2 separate regions of the Mus musculus genome follow, and region 1 is linked to region 2. A link is a contact called in public HiChIP or PLAC-seq data. All regions are on one chromosome and are shown on one strand. The core of a region is the stretch at or near the end of the contact, and the rest is flanking DNA. Distances in the headings are between cores, read along the strand shown. Region 1 overlaps Kat6a (K(lysine) acetyltransferase 6A). Region 2 holds the start of Slc25a15 (solute carrier family 25 (mitochondrial carrier ornithine transporter), member 15).

The links. HiChIP or PLAC-seq counts read pairs in DNA pulled down with a chosen protein or histone mark.
Region 1: a contact with region 2 is called in an H3K4me3 HiChIP or PLAC-seq map of bone marrow-derived macrophages, with 4 times the contacts expected there. The contact joins the enhancer-like site here to the promoter of Slc25a15 in region 2. A contact is called at or near these places in 3 of 39 promoter capture datasets (the C10 cell line, cranial neural crest and pre-B cells), 2 of 115 datasets of contacts at active chromatin or transcription factors (bone marrow-derived macrophages and memory CD8 T cells) and 1 of 9 other capture datasets (liver).

What each region holds. Positions count from the first base shown.
Region 1 is chr8:22,932,204-22,938,052 of GRCm38.p6, reverse strand. It overlaps Kat6a (K(lysine) acetyltransferase 6A), which reads right to left. Exons shown (of 18, transcript NM_001081149.2): 16 at 5,339-5,849; 17 at 2,255-2,573; 18 at 1-64. Among named protein-coding and RNA genes, the nearest start is that of Ank1, 40 kb to the left of the region's middle. Within about 2 kb of position 2,257, at least 51 of the 459 cell types and tissues checked have an H3K27ac peak or open chromatin away from gene starts, as enhancers often do. A contact at or near this core is called in bone marrow-derived macrophages, where this site is marked.
Region 2 is chr8:22,395,109-22,401,526 of GRCm38.p6, reverse strand. It overlaps Slc25a15 (solute carrier family 25 (mitochondrial carrier ornithine transporter), member 15), which reads left to right and starts at 2,906. Exons shown (of 7, transcript NM_181325.4): 1 at 2,906-3,087; 2 at 5,700-5,814. The coding sequence starts at 5,760. It overlaps 1810012K16Rik (RIKEN cDNA 1810012K16 gene), which reads right to left and starts at 2,806. Exons shown (of 3, transcript NR_045473.1): 1 at 2,544-2,806; 2 at 2,249-2,380; 3 at 1,936-2,082.

The DNA.
Region 1 (5,849 bases), core at 1,008-3,507, 540 kb before region 2:
TCAAGTGAAGCACTGTTCACATCACATTTTCGCAAGAGAGATACTGGCTTTAGGACAGGAGTGTCTGTACAGAAAAGAGATAGTGAGAGAGGTTACAAGACCTAGCATTTCTTTGAGACCAGCATGTACAGCAGAAGAATCTAAGGAAAAACACTAACTGATTGCACATCAAGTAACACAGTGACCTGGCAGAGAAGTGAGCTAATCCTGGGCAACTTGATTCTACCACCTATGAAGACGCAGTAAAGAGGAGCAGGAGTGTCCGCTTAAGTTACACCTCAGCTGCTTCTGTTTGCTTTCTGTTACCTCTTTGGTTTGCTTTCGTTTCCACAAAATCATTACTTGAAGTAGGATCATAAGGCAATTCTGTAGACCACAATTAAGCCTCCCCTGTGAATAGCTGTTAGTCACTGTGCTAAATGGGACCAACTGCATAGTATGTAGTCTTAACCACGCACTGATCTGTAGTCCCGAACAAGTAAGAAATGGTCAATGTGACAAGTTATATTTAGAGGAAATAAATTCAACAGTAGCATTACTTTTCCTAATTGTGGCAAGACACAGAAGATAAACTTTAAATCATTTTAAAGTAGAATTCAATGCATTAAATACATTCTCAGTTATTAATAAGTTTAGAAGGGTATGAATGTAGAGGAAGAGAGAATTAAAGGTTTGTTTGTGGTACATCTGGGAAGTCAGCAAAGGCAACAGCAGTCTGAGTAAGAACTGTCAAGGTCATAGGAGCTCACAGGAGAGAGACCATTGTGACAAAGTGAATCAAGACAGAGCACAGCACCAAGTGCCAATCACACCAAAACAGTCTCAGGTCCCTAGACACACAGCAATATCTAACAAGAGGAAAACTGGGTCATCACCTATTATAATAAATAAAGCAAGAACCTTAATGATCATCACTACATTAAAAACATGCATCATTGAGTAAGCCTTACAATAAGAAAACTGTGTGAGGTATGCTGTGATTTCCAACACCTAAGAGGCTACAGCAAGTGGGTCAGCCAGACTGTGTCACACACTTATAATTCTTCTGTCTTCTCCTGCCATGTATACTCATACTCATGCACAAACACATATATGCTCTCTCACATACAAATATACACACACATGCACACAAATTCACACACATACACATGAACATACATATACACACATGTATATACACACATAGACACATGCGCGCACACACACATACCACAAAGGTTTTGGTTTTGATTCTAGGTCTGAGCTCAGGGCTCATCACTATCAAGCTACACATTCTGTCAGAAAAATACAGGTCCTATGTACTAGGTCTGAAGCCAAGATTTTAAGAGAATAAAATAAAACGCTCTTCCAAAAAAGGCAAAAGATAAAATAAGATAAAATAAAATAAAGTAGTACAAAGCAATACCAGGCAACACAATTTCTTCTAAGTTGCCTGTGAAAATGCAAAGGCTGACAGAGGCATCAGAACAAACATGATGGAGGTGTAGGTGACACAGCACCCAACAAGCCTGCCTTCTTCCTCGCTCATCTCAAATGAGCCTGCTTCTGTACATGGGAATATGTCTATTTTAATAGTAATTGACGGAATGTTAGCTACACCATACAACGTAGCTTATTTTGTTATCATTGTCACTTATTAGAAATGTACGACTGGTTACTGGGTTGTACACACCTATAATCCCAGAACCAAATAGGCTGAGGCAGGTCAGACCTCTGTATAGTGAGTCTTAAATAACAAAACAAGATAAACACAAAACAACGAGAAGGAAGAGATTACTCTGCGAGTAAACACCATCAGACGCATGGTTCAGGAAGGTTCCTGAACAGAGGGCAGAGGTCCCCAGGGATGCTCAGGTGGCTCCTCCTCAGTCACTCAGTTACCAGAGCTGCTGAGCACCAAACCTAGGCACTCAGCGAGCTGCAGACCACAGAATCCAGTACTCAGTTATGCCAACACCCTTTAACTGAGGATTCAGACAAAAACCTAGGCAACATTAGGTGAAAAGGAAGGCCTTCCAATAATTAAGATTTCCTGCAAAGCAAGAAGAGATCAGGTTAAAGAAGCGCGTTTACATGCAGACGTGACTATGGATAGATAAACCCCATATCTGCAGAGGTGGCCAACCTTTCCCCTTCCTGTCTTAGTGAGTTGTGTTCATTCCCAGCCCTTTGGGGAAGGAAGGGTCTGTAGTGATTACTTCTCTATTTTCAAAGACACACAGAAACTACTCTAAGGAACAGTGTGTAAACCTACCATCTGCGTCGTCTGACTCCTCCTCCTCCTCCTCTTCCTCTTTAGACGGCCTCTTGGAGGAGGACTGACACCTAAGGATGTCCTGTGAGGACAGGCAATGGAAGTACCCTCTGGGGAAGAGCTCACTCTCCTCCTCCTCCTCCTCCTCCTCTTCCTCCATCTCAAATGTAGGCTCCAGTCGTGGCATTGGTCTCTCAGAGTCAGAGTCTTCAAAAGGCTCATCTAACACCTCCGTGGTCTCAGAGATGGTCTCTGTGACTACACTGCTATTGTGGTGTTTCCGCTTGCGGACTCTTCGTCTTCGGTGAAGAATCGGTTTCTATGTAGTAAAGAAAGCAGGTATTTTATTTATAGTAATGAGCTTTTTTCCCTGCTTTAACATAAAAGTTTTAAAGCTTTGCAGAACTAACATATTTAAAACAAAGATGCAGTTTGCCAACAGATACTCTGGTAAAGACAAAGTGTTAAGAACACAGAGATGTGTGTGGTCAGTGAGGTGGCTCCACAGGTGAAGTTTCCTGTGCAAACTGGGCAACCTGACAACCTGGGATCAACCTTGGATCCCATATACAAGTGGGGGAACTAAATCCTTAGAAATGTCCCCTGACCTCTACACACCCACCAAGTGCAAGCCCACCAACACATACACATGTACTCTTACACACACTCACGCACGCACGCGCGCGCGAAGGGAAGGAAAGGGAAGGGGGAAGGGGGATGGGGGAAAGGGGGAAGGAGGGGAAGGAGGGGAAGGGGAATGGGGAAGGGGGGGAAGGGGGAGGAACAACAAAATCCGCACAGATTTTGGGCACTAAGGCCCGCTCTGATATGAAGAGCAAGTGTCCAGAGAGCACATGGTGTTGGTGCATCTTCTCAGCTCATCGACATTTTACACTTTACAGCGCCACCTGCTCTAATGCTAAAGTGCCTCAGAGACTACGCCCTCTACTTCTGTTCAAGAGCAAAAGGAATAGAAACATTCCATCTTATACATCACCATGCATTAGCAGATCAATAAATGTGCACGCCATTTGGGGAAACTAGCTAGAGCAGAGCACACAAACGCAGAGCAGAAATGCATTCACTTGACAGAGAAGAGAAAACAGCAGCACGGCCTGAGACTTGGCGCACACAGCACACACTGACACGGGGCTGACCTAATAGCTTACATAACACAGTGATGTCACCAAGCTACAGAGACAACAGCCCAGGAATGACTGAATCACATCCTTGTACAGAGGCTAGAAAGGTTAGCACTTATGCAAGGTCATACATCTAGGCCATAAAATAATCCTGAGCGTCCTTCAGTAAATTTTAAGACTGTCTAAGTACTTTGCATACAAGTTCACTGGCTGTTACAATATTTTTTGTGTGTTTTCTACACATTTACTTTTTTATTTACAATTACTTTTTAAATTTTATTTATGTGTGTATTTATGTACATGGGTACTTTGTCTGCATGTTCATCTGCACACCAGACAGTGGTGAGCTGCCATGTGGATGCTAGGAATTGAACTCAGGACCTTTGGAAGAGCAGTGAGTACCTTAACCACTGACCCATCTCTCTAACACCCAATACTAGTGTTTTTTACACAAGAAAATAGCATACTTGTTTTACCACATAAACTGGAGAAATAAACCCTAGGATGGCAAAGATACATTCTTTTGTTTTTGTTTTTGTTTTTGTTTTTCCAAGACAGGGTTTCTCTGTGTAGCCCTGGCTGTCCTGGAACTCACTTTGTAGACCAGGCTGGCCACGAACTCAGAAATCCGCCTGCCTCTGCCACCACACCCGGCTGCAAAGATACATTCTTTATGATCATGCAATCAACAGGAGAGTTAATCACTTTAATTTTTCTCTACTTCAAAATCTACTGAGAATTTTCAAGTTAGAGTAAAAATAGCTCTGCTCCTTAGAGAAGGGCTGATTCTGCAGCGGAGGCAAGAAATATTTCAGATAAATTTGTAGGACCTTGTACTATCAGAAAGCACTTAAAACAAAAGAAACTCGCCATGACGATGATACTGTGAGTATAAACAGGAGCAACACAACAAACATGGCCAGTGCTGGATGGGAGGCGCTAAGTTTAAAACAGTGCTACAAACTCAAGTACCAGGTCCTTTCTAATGGCGACAGCAGAAGGGACCTATGTAACCTATGCAGGTGCTCTGCTGCTATAGTGAGTAGCCACACCCAGGCTAAGCCCGATCTGCACTCATGCCTTTCCTCTTCCCCAGGAAAAAGGGGAAACAAAGTAACAGCAGCAGCAGAGAAACCCAGGAGGGCCAAGGCCAACAGCAAAGTGGAGTCCTCTACCTGACTCCCATATGCCACACAATACAATACCCACCAGATGATGTGATGAGACTAGTGCTTGCTTCTCTGCCTCCTTTGCCTTACTCTCAAATACATTACCTCATTCTAGTTAATGATGGATAACAGATAAAATACTTGAACTCACAACCTTCAAGGTCATACTAAAGACAATCAAAGTCTGAGAAATTCACAACCCAGAAGAGAATAACTAACATAACATGGAAAGTTCGGTGGGATCCTAAGCAGAGAAAGGCCACTGAGGCCAACGAGAACTCTGAATAAAGCATGGTCTGTACTAAGTAACGCCTATGTTGAACTGTGACGAATGTGCCTCACACAGGCACAGAGTCTGGAGCTTATGAGAATTTTGTGTTATGTCTTTGCATTAACGGTGCAAATCTAAAATACATTCTTAAAGGTCTTCCTTTAAACAGCCTTGCACTTTTTAATACCCCTGCTACAGAAAGGAATGACCTCGTGGCTCTGGGTGAGATAGCTGCCTCTCCTCTCCTGGCTGGAGTGTGGCAGCCTGCATTGTGACTGGCCTGGGCAATGCAGACCACAGCTTGGGACATGTCTGCCAAAAAGCAGTCAGTGCCACCGTACCAGGAGCTACACTTTCCAGGACTTTAGTTACTTGCCCTCGTGCGTCTGCACGAGTTTATGAGACAGCGCATGAGCCTCGTGTGCTCTACTGCAGAACTGCACGGCACAGCAAGCCACATAGCAAGCCTCAACTACAGAGGACGAACACAAAGATGCATCACCTTTCTTTTCAGTGTGGGCTTCGTGAGAATTGGTGGCGAGTTTGACCGGGGACTCTCTGGCTCTTCCTCCTCCTCACTGCTCTCGCTGAAGCCCCTAAAGACAGCCCTGTCACCATCGGTGTAGCAGCACGGAAGCCGGTCATTTCCTTCTGGCAATCGGCACTTCAGGGTCTCAGGGCTTTTCTTCAGCTGTCCTCGCCACAACTCAACGCTCTCACTGAACCTCCCCTTGGGGATGTCTGGTTTCCCGTCTGCTTGCACTTGAGGGGCTGCCAACTGCTCTTCCATCTCAGTGAACCGTTCTTGGGAGGTTTCTGACTTTTCCTCGCAGTCTCCATATTGCTCTTGAGAAGCGGATAGTGTCTCATCCACAAGCATCTTAGAATCTTTATCACCAAAGCGTTCTTGTGTCTTTCTGTTCTTCCTCCCACAGCGGCCCCTCCGAGGTGGCTGGCTATTTGCAGGAAGACTGTCCCGAGGAAGGGCCTGTTTGCTCAAACGTGAAGAACTG
Region 2 (6,418 bases), core at 1,657-4,156:
CTTAGACACACTAGGGAAAAGGCAGTCTGGAAAATCTGACCCGGACATGGCTGACCGGGACCTTTCCCACTTTTTGATATCTTTTCATGTACAAATTGATTACGTTACCTGTAGCCAAATTTGTTTTAAAATATATGAGAGGAGAGGTTTTTTTTCCAGTTATGGCTTACTGTTTCCTACTGTAATCGATTCATCCATAATTATTTTGCCATTATATTTTATCCTTTAAAAATATACATTTAAGACTCATAAAATACACATGGGATTTGACTTTCCTTCCCTCATTTCCACAAATGCCATAAAAATTCCCAAAGGAAAAAAACACATAAAAGAAATTGTCCCCTTTCAAACATTGTCCTAACAACTATTTCACCGATGCAACATTCTCCTTTTCTTTCACATAGTTTTACAGAAATCCAAATCTATGTTTGTTTTTCTCAGTGTCAAAGATTGGTTGTACTGACTCCAAACAAGACCCAAGGGAGTTTGCAACAGAAGTTCTATCAGTAGTCAAGAATACTTAGTGGGTATGAGGATGTGTAATTAGAGCATTAATTTCTTTCTCCTCGATCACCAAGTGCACATTTGAATCCAAGATGTTCTGTGTTTGTGATTTGCTTGCAACTCCAGTTTCACACTGCGTTATCTGCCCCCCACCCCCTGCCCCATGATGTCATTAACCTGCACATTGTGAAATTCTGGTACACCGACAAAGGTTTGATTCCTGTAGTCAGTCAGTCTGTCCTCTCACCTGCGTCAAACCTGCTGCCTTACTGGCCAGCCACACTGATATCTTGCATAATCCCAAGGGTAGTCACCATTACCTTGAGCAGAGAGTCCTGTGTGTGACTGTTTGTTCATTTGGAAGTCAGCCCTGAGACACACTTTGTTGTCCAATGAGAGCAGTGTTCTTTGCCTGTGACATGCTGTTTTCAAGAGGACAGAGAGGTAGGTCAGCAGTTAAGAGCACTCACTTGTCTTAGAGTTTCTATTCCTGCACAAACATCATGACCAAGAAGCAAGTTGGGGAGGAAAGGGTTTATTTAGCTTACATTTCCACATTGCTGTTCATCACCAAAGGAAGTCAGGACTGGAACTCAAGCAGGTCAGGAAGCAGGAGCTGATGCAGAGGCCATGGAGGGATGTTACTTACTGGCTTGCTTCCCCTGGCTTGCTCAGCCTGCTTTCTTATAGAACCCAGGACTACCAGCCCAGGGACACCCACAAGGGGCCCTCTCACCTTGATCACTAATTGAGAAAATGCCTTGCAGCTGGATCTCATGGAGGCACTTCCCCAACTAAACTCCTTTCTCTGTGGTAACACCAGCCTGGATCAAGTTGACACACAAAACCAGCCAGTACAATTGACACTCCCCCCTCAACTTGACACACAAACACATCACTATAAAGGAAGCACACAAGGAAGACGGCTCACCACTGGTACCTCTTGTTGTTCAAGGGACAACTTTGCCTTGCAGCCTCCACAGGTGCCAGCATGCATGTTTTCATACATACACATCAATTTCAGAATTAAAGGAATCTTTAAAAACGTGAAAAGGCTCATAGGGAGGCTGAAGCGGAGTGGGAAGCTGGTGGTGTAGGGGTCACATGACCCTGAGACTCTTCCAATTGAATAGGGCTAGAGTTAAAGATAGTTTTATCACTCCTGTGAACCACAGTTTTCTTAAGTATTCCCTGCTCCTTTTGATTTTATGATTCTTTTTTAAAGATTTATTTTATTTATGTGTAGTGTGTGTGTGTGTGTGTGTGTGTGTGTGTGTGTACCCCTGAAGGAACCTGCAGATGCTTACAGAAGCCAGACGGGGGAGCTGGATACACACCAGCGCTGGACTTGGGCGCTACCAGATGTGGGCTAAGAACTGAATTTTAGTTTCGTTCTGTTGCAGCAATGAAACACTGTTGCCTAAACTGCAGCTTGGAAAAGGTTTATTTGGCATTCTCTTCCAGATTGACGGAAGGCAGGAAGTCAAGGCAGAAGCCATGTAGGAATACAGATTACCGACTCACTTTCTTGGTTGATCTCTGGACGATGCTTTTTTCCCCCCTCCAATCCAGGACTTCCTGCCAGAGGAATGACACCACCCATAGTGGGCTGGGCTCTCCAGCATCAATTACTGATCAAGACATTGCTGCTACGGACCTTTCCATCCTCAGACTGACTGGATTTAGGCAATCCCTCTACTGATTCTAGGCTGAGTCAAGTTGATAAGTATCAAAGGTTCTTTACCTCTGCGCCCTCACTCCAGCGTCACTTTGAGCTTCTAATTAAAGCCTCAGGAATATATCGCTGGGAACTATAAAACCTGCAGCGGCAGCTTATATTGTTGTCTTTTCCATAATGTTCCTGGGAATGGATTTCCTTAGGGGAGAAAGAATGAAACCTAAAGCGACACAAAATAGACAATCAGACAAGCAACTAAAACCTAGGGATGTAGCTCTGTTGGCAGAGCGCTTGCCTAGCATGCAGGAAGCCCCACGTTTCATCCCAGCCACCTCACAAATCCAAGCCTGGTGGAACAAACCTGAAATTCCTTCTCTTGGAAGGGGGAGGTAGGAAGATCAGGAAGTTCCTGACCACCCTCAGCCATATAGCAAGTTAAGCCTGGGCTATGCGAGACCCTGTCTGTAGACAAATAAACAGATGATTTAAAAAGCTGCCCATAAGGGAACTTATAGTTCACCACTACCATTCTAGTACTTTCCATTTACTGTTAAAGCCACAGCCTCCTGGGGCTGGATAACGCTGGGAGACCTCAAGGTGAGTCCTCCCGGAGGCTGCCAGCTCGGCAGTCAGCGAGGAGAGCAGATTTCCGTTTCCTTGGCCAGCCTTCGGGAGGGAGGGGCGGAGGGGGCCTCGCGTGGGGGAGGGCCGGTAGGGCGGGACTTCGAGAGGGCGGGCCCTCAGGAGGGCGTGGCCTCCGGAGGGAGGGCTGGTGGAGGGGGTCTCAGGAGGGAGGGCCCGAGGGCCGGACCCACAGGGCGACCTTAAAAATTGCCCGGGGGCCCGCGGCCGCCAGCGGAGCGCGCGGGCGGCAGAGGGCGAGCCGGACACAGCCAGGCGCGGCGGTGAGGCTGCGGGAGCGGGCGGGAGCGAGCGAGTGGGCGACCGGCCCGGCTGGGGAACGCGGCTGACAGTCCCCGCCCTGCCGCACACGTGCCGCGGCTCCGGGCGCGCGCACCGGGCTCGCTGCGGGGTCCCGGGAGACGCGGAGGTTCGGGCGGGCGGGCGCGGTGGCCAGTGTGCGCGCGCTGCGCGGAGCAGAGCAGAATCCGGGTCAGGCCGGGTGAAGCGCTCCGCAGCTGCGGCAGTAGTTGGCACCCCGGTTGTCCCGGGCTGGGCCCGAGGGGTTCGATTGATGGTGGTGGCAGGCAGGCGGCCTTCTGCAGCCCAGCTGCAGCTCCAGCTGCAGCTCCAGACGGGTCCCTCCTTAGCGAAAGGCAGCCTCACCTGCGCTGAGCACCCGGGAAGTTCTTTCTGGCACCCTAGGAACCAGTGGTTGTGTCGGCGGCGTTGTTTCTGGGACTGCTGGGTAGTTTGAAGGAAGAGGGTGAGACGCTCAAAGGATTCGGGGTTTCTACTCCAAATGGTACAGCAGGCTCCTAAATTAGTTTAAATCCGCGCAGACCGGTCTGGTTTTTGCAGGTCCTGCATATCCCCCAAGCCACAGGTGATACTCAGGTCCTTGTGCATTCTTTCTGGGTTCATCTGTTAGTAGCGTTTCTGTCTTCTATAATTTGACAGATACCCCTGAGAAGGGGGCTAAGTGTTAAGAGTACTTTCCTGGTATGCAGGAAGTTAGGTTTAATTCCCAGCACGGGAAAGCACTTAAAAAAATATATCTTTTTAAAATTGTAATTAACATCATTTCCTCCCTTCCCTTTTCTACGCCTAACCCCTTCGGTGTAACCATATCCCCTACCCCCTTTCAAATTCATGGCCTCTTTTTCTCAGGACATATAATGCTACTTGTCTCTATATGGTGGATAACCAACTGGGGACTGTACTCTGGGGAAGACTATGCCCCCATTCCCAGCTTTCCTTACTCGTTTGTAGTTCTTTGTCAAGGGTTGAGACCCCCTCCCCCGAGATTTCCTTATCCATGTTAGTGTGTCTATTGCTTTCATCCTCATGTAGGTCTTGTCCCCAAGTTGATGCGACTTCATGGCCTTTCTAACATTTCTAGGAGACTCAAGTTCACAGCAAACTTACTGTCCCTTTGGCTCTTGGAGGGGGGGGGGGGATTAAAGGTTAATTCTGCACATATTATTTCTCTAGGACTTGAAATGTTTTCATTTGGTGTATGTGAAAGGGTTGGATTTATAGTGACTGCCTAATTAGATACACTTTTCTATGCCTCCAAAGTTAGTAAAGAATAGTTCCTGAGGAAACAAATGAACACATTGAAGCTCCTCTGAGACCACTGTGGATACTCCCCACCACCTGGTTGGTCTTTTACTTTCCCTGCAAAAATGTAGGCACAGGTGTTTCTGTAATCACCAGGTTGCTAGTTTTAAAAGAAAGAAAGGTTCTTGGAATAAGGTCATTGACTTTTTTTTTTTTTAAATTCTGCCCTTATTTTCTGGACTTTTTGGATGGCTTTGGTATTTGAAAGAGTCCTGGCCTAATGCACCAGCCCCTTCATTGTGATGAGGAGTAAAATTGTTCTCTGTTACGTGTAAATTAATTCTGTATTTTGAGAGCATACAGAATAGTTTTGGATGATTGGTAACTTGGATCTTGTATGTTGAGTCATTCTCCTTTCTAGTTAATGTTAAATTCATTTCTCAGAAAGGTTTCTTTCTTTCTTTCTTTCTTTCTTTCTTTTTTTTTTTTTTGTCTAAAGGTAGAAGGAAACTTTGTTTCCCCAAAGCCTTTAAAAAAAACCCAAACATTTCAAGTCTTGCTGTAAAGAGAACAGCAGCAGTTTGACTCTTTGGGATATACCCCTGGGATTCTCATCAAGCAAAGTTGGAACCCAGAAGTCCAGATGTTGCACCAAAGTGTGGCTGGCTCACATGACCTGCCTTCCTTGGATTTACGCTCCGAGACTCTCTAGTCCCGCTTGAGGCCCGTTGAGTCAGAATCTGACTACACAGCAGTGTAGCAAATCTCCACATTTACTGCTGAGATGTGGCGGAGTGGAGGTGACAAGAACAGGGCCAGGGCCCTCTTGTGGGCCTCATGGCATTTATGGCCATCTGTATATGGTAATTTTACAACCCACCTTGTCTAGATGAAGACCTCCGGCTTAGGAGCTATGTGACTCAGTGGAGCTCCTAGGCTCTGATGCTGAGCAGCACAGGCTGCTGATGGTACTTAAGACTGAGCTTGGTAGACTGAACTTTCACCACAGGCCTCTGAAACTGTCTGCTGTGGTCTGGGCCAGTTGTGATTAATACCTGTCCCCGTATTAATTTGTGTAAATGAGGGAGGCCATAGCACTATGCTGTGTGATATTCTTTTATCCAGTATGATCTCTTGGATCAACAGATCACGTGGGGTCAGGGGACTACCATCCCTCACTCTGTCCTTATTTGGTGTTTGTTGCTGTGTTGATACATCAGGACTCCTTAGGAACCTACAGTCCCACTCCTGGAAGTTAAGTTCAGTAATGTAGCAGGCTTATAGAATGGGGGACTGAAGAGGCTGGCCTAACTGAACTTTTGCTTCTTTCCAGGGATATGTGGTACATTCCCTTCCCTCCAGAGAATCGCCTTCCACAGAAACCAGTAACGCCATGAAATCCAATCCAGCCATCCAAGCTGCCATCGACCTCACAGCAGGGGCTGCAGGTAAGGGGGTGGGGTGTTGAGGGGATATTCTTCTTCCTGTATCCCTGAAGTAGTTCCTCAGAGTGGCTTAGAAATACACTCTTTGTTACCCCACAGGTAATATCCTTTAACCTCAGAATGAATCGATATAACAGAAATGTGATTTTGTTCAGAGCACGTCAGCAAGTACGACCCAGTAGTGTTTAATTCTGTTAAAGCTTCACCAGTCAGCGTGAAGGATGGAAATGTCCTTAGGATTGCTAGAAAACATCTCAGTTCCAAAAATGAGCTCACTTGGCTACTGTCTGTCACATGCTGGGATACACAGGTGGCAGCCGTACGGTCTGAAGATCTTTGTAGTACACAATGCCAGCTACTGTTTTCATTTTTTTTTTTTTTTGCTTTTAAGATTTATTTTTGTTTTATTTACATGTACGTGTGTGTGTGTTTGTGTACGTTTGTGTGTGTGTGTATCTGCCACATGTGTGCAGGTGCCTGAGGTGGGTGGAAGGGGGGATATCAGATCCCCTGGAGCTGGAGTCATAGGTAATTGTGGGCCACCCATGTGGGTGCTGGGAACCAGAGCTGGTCCCTCTAGATGGTCAGCAAGCACTCTTCACTGCTG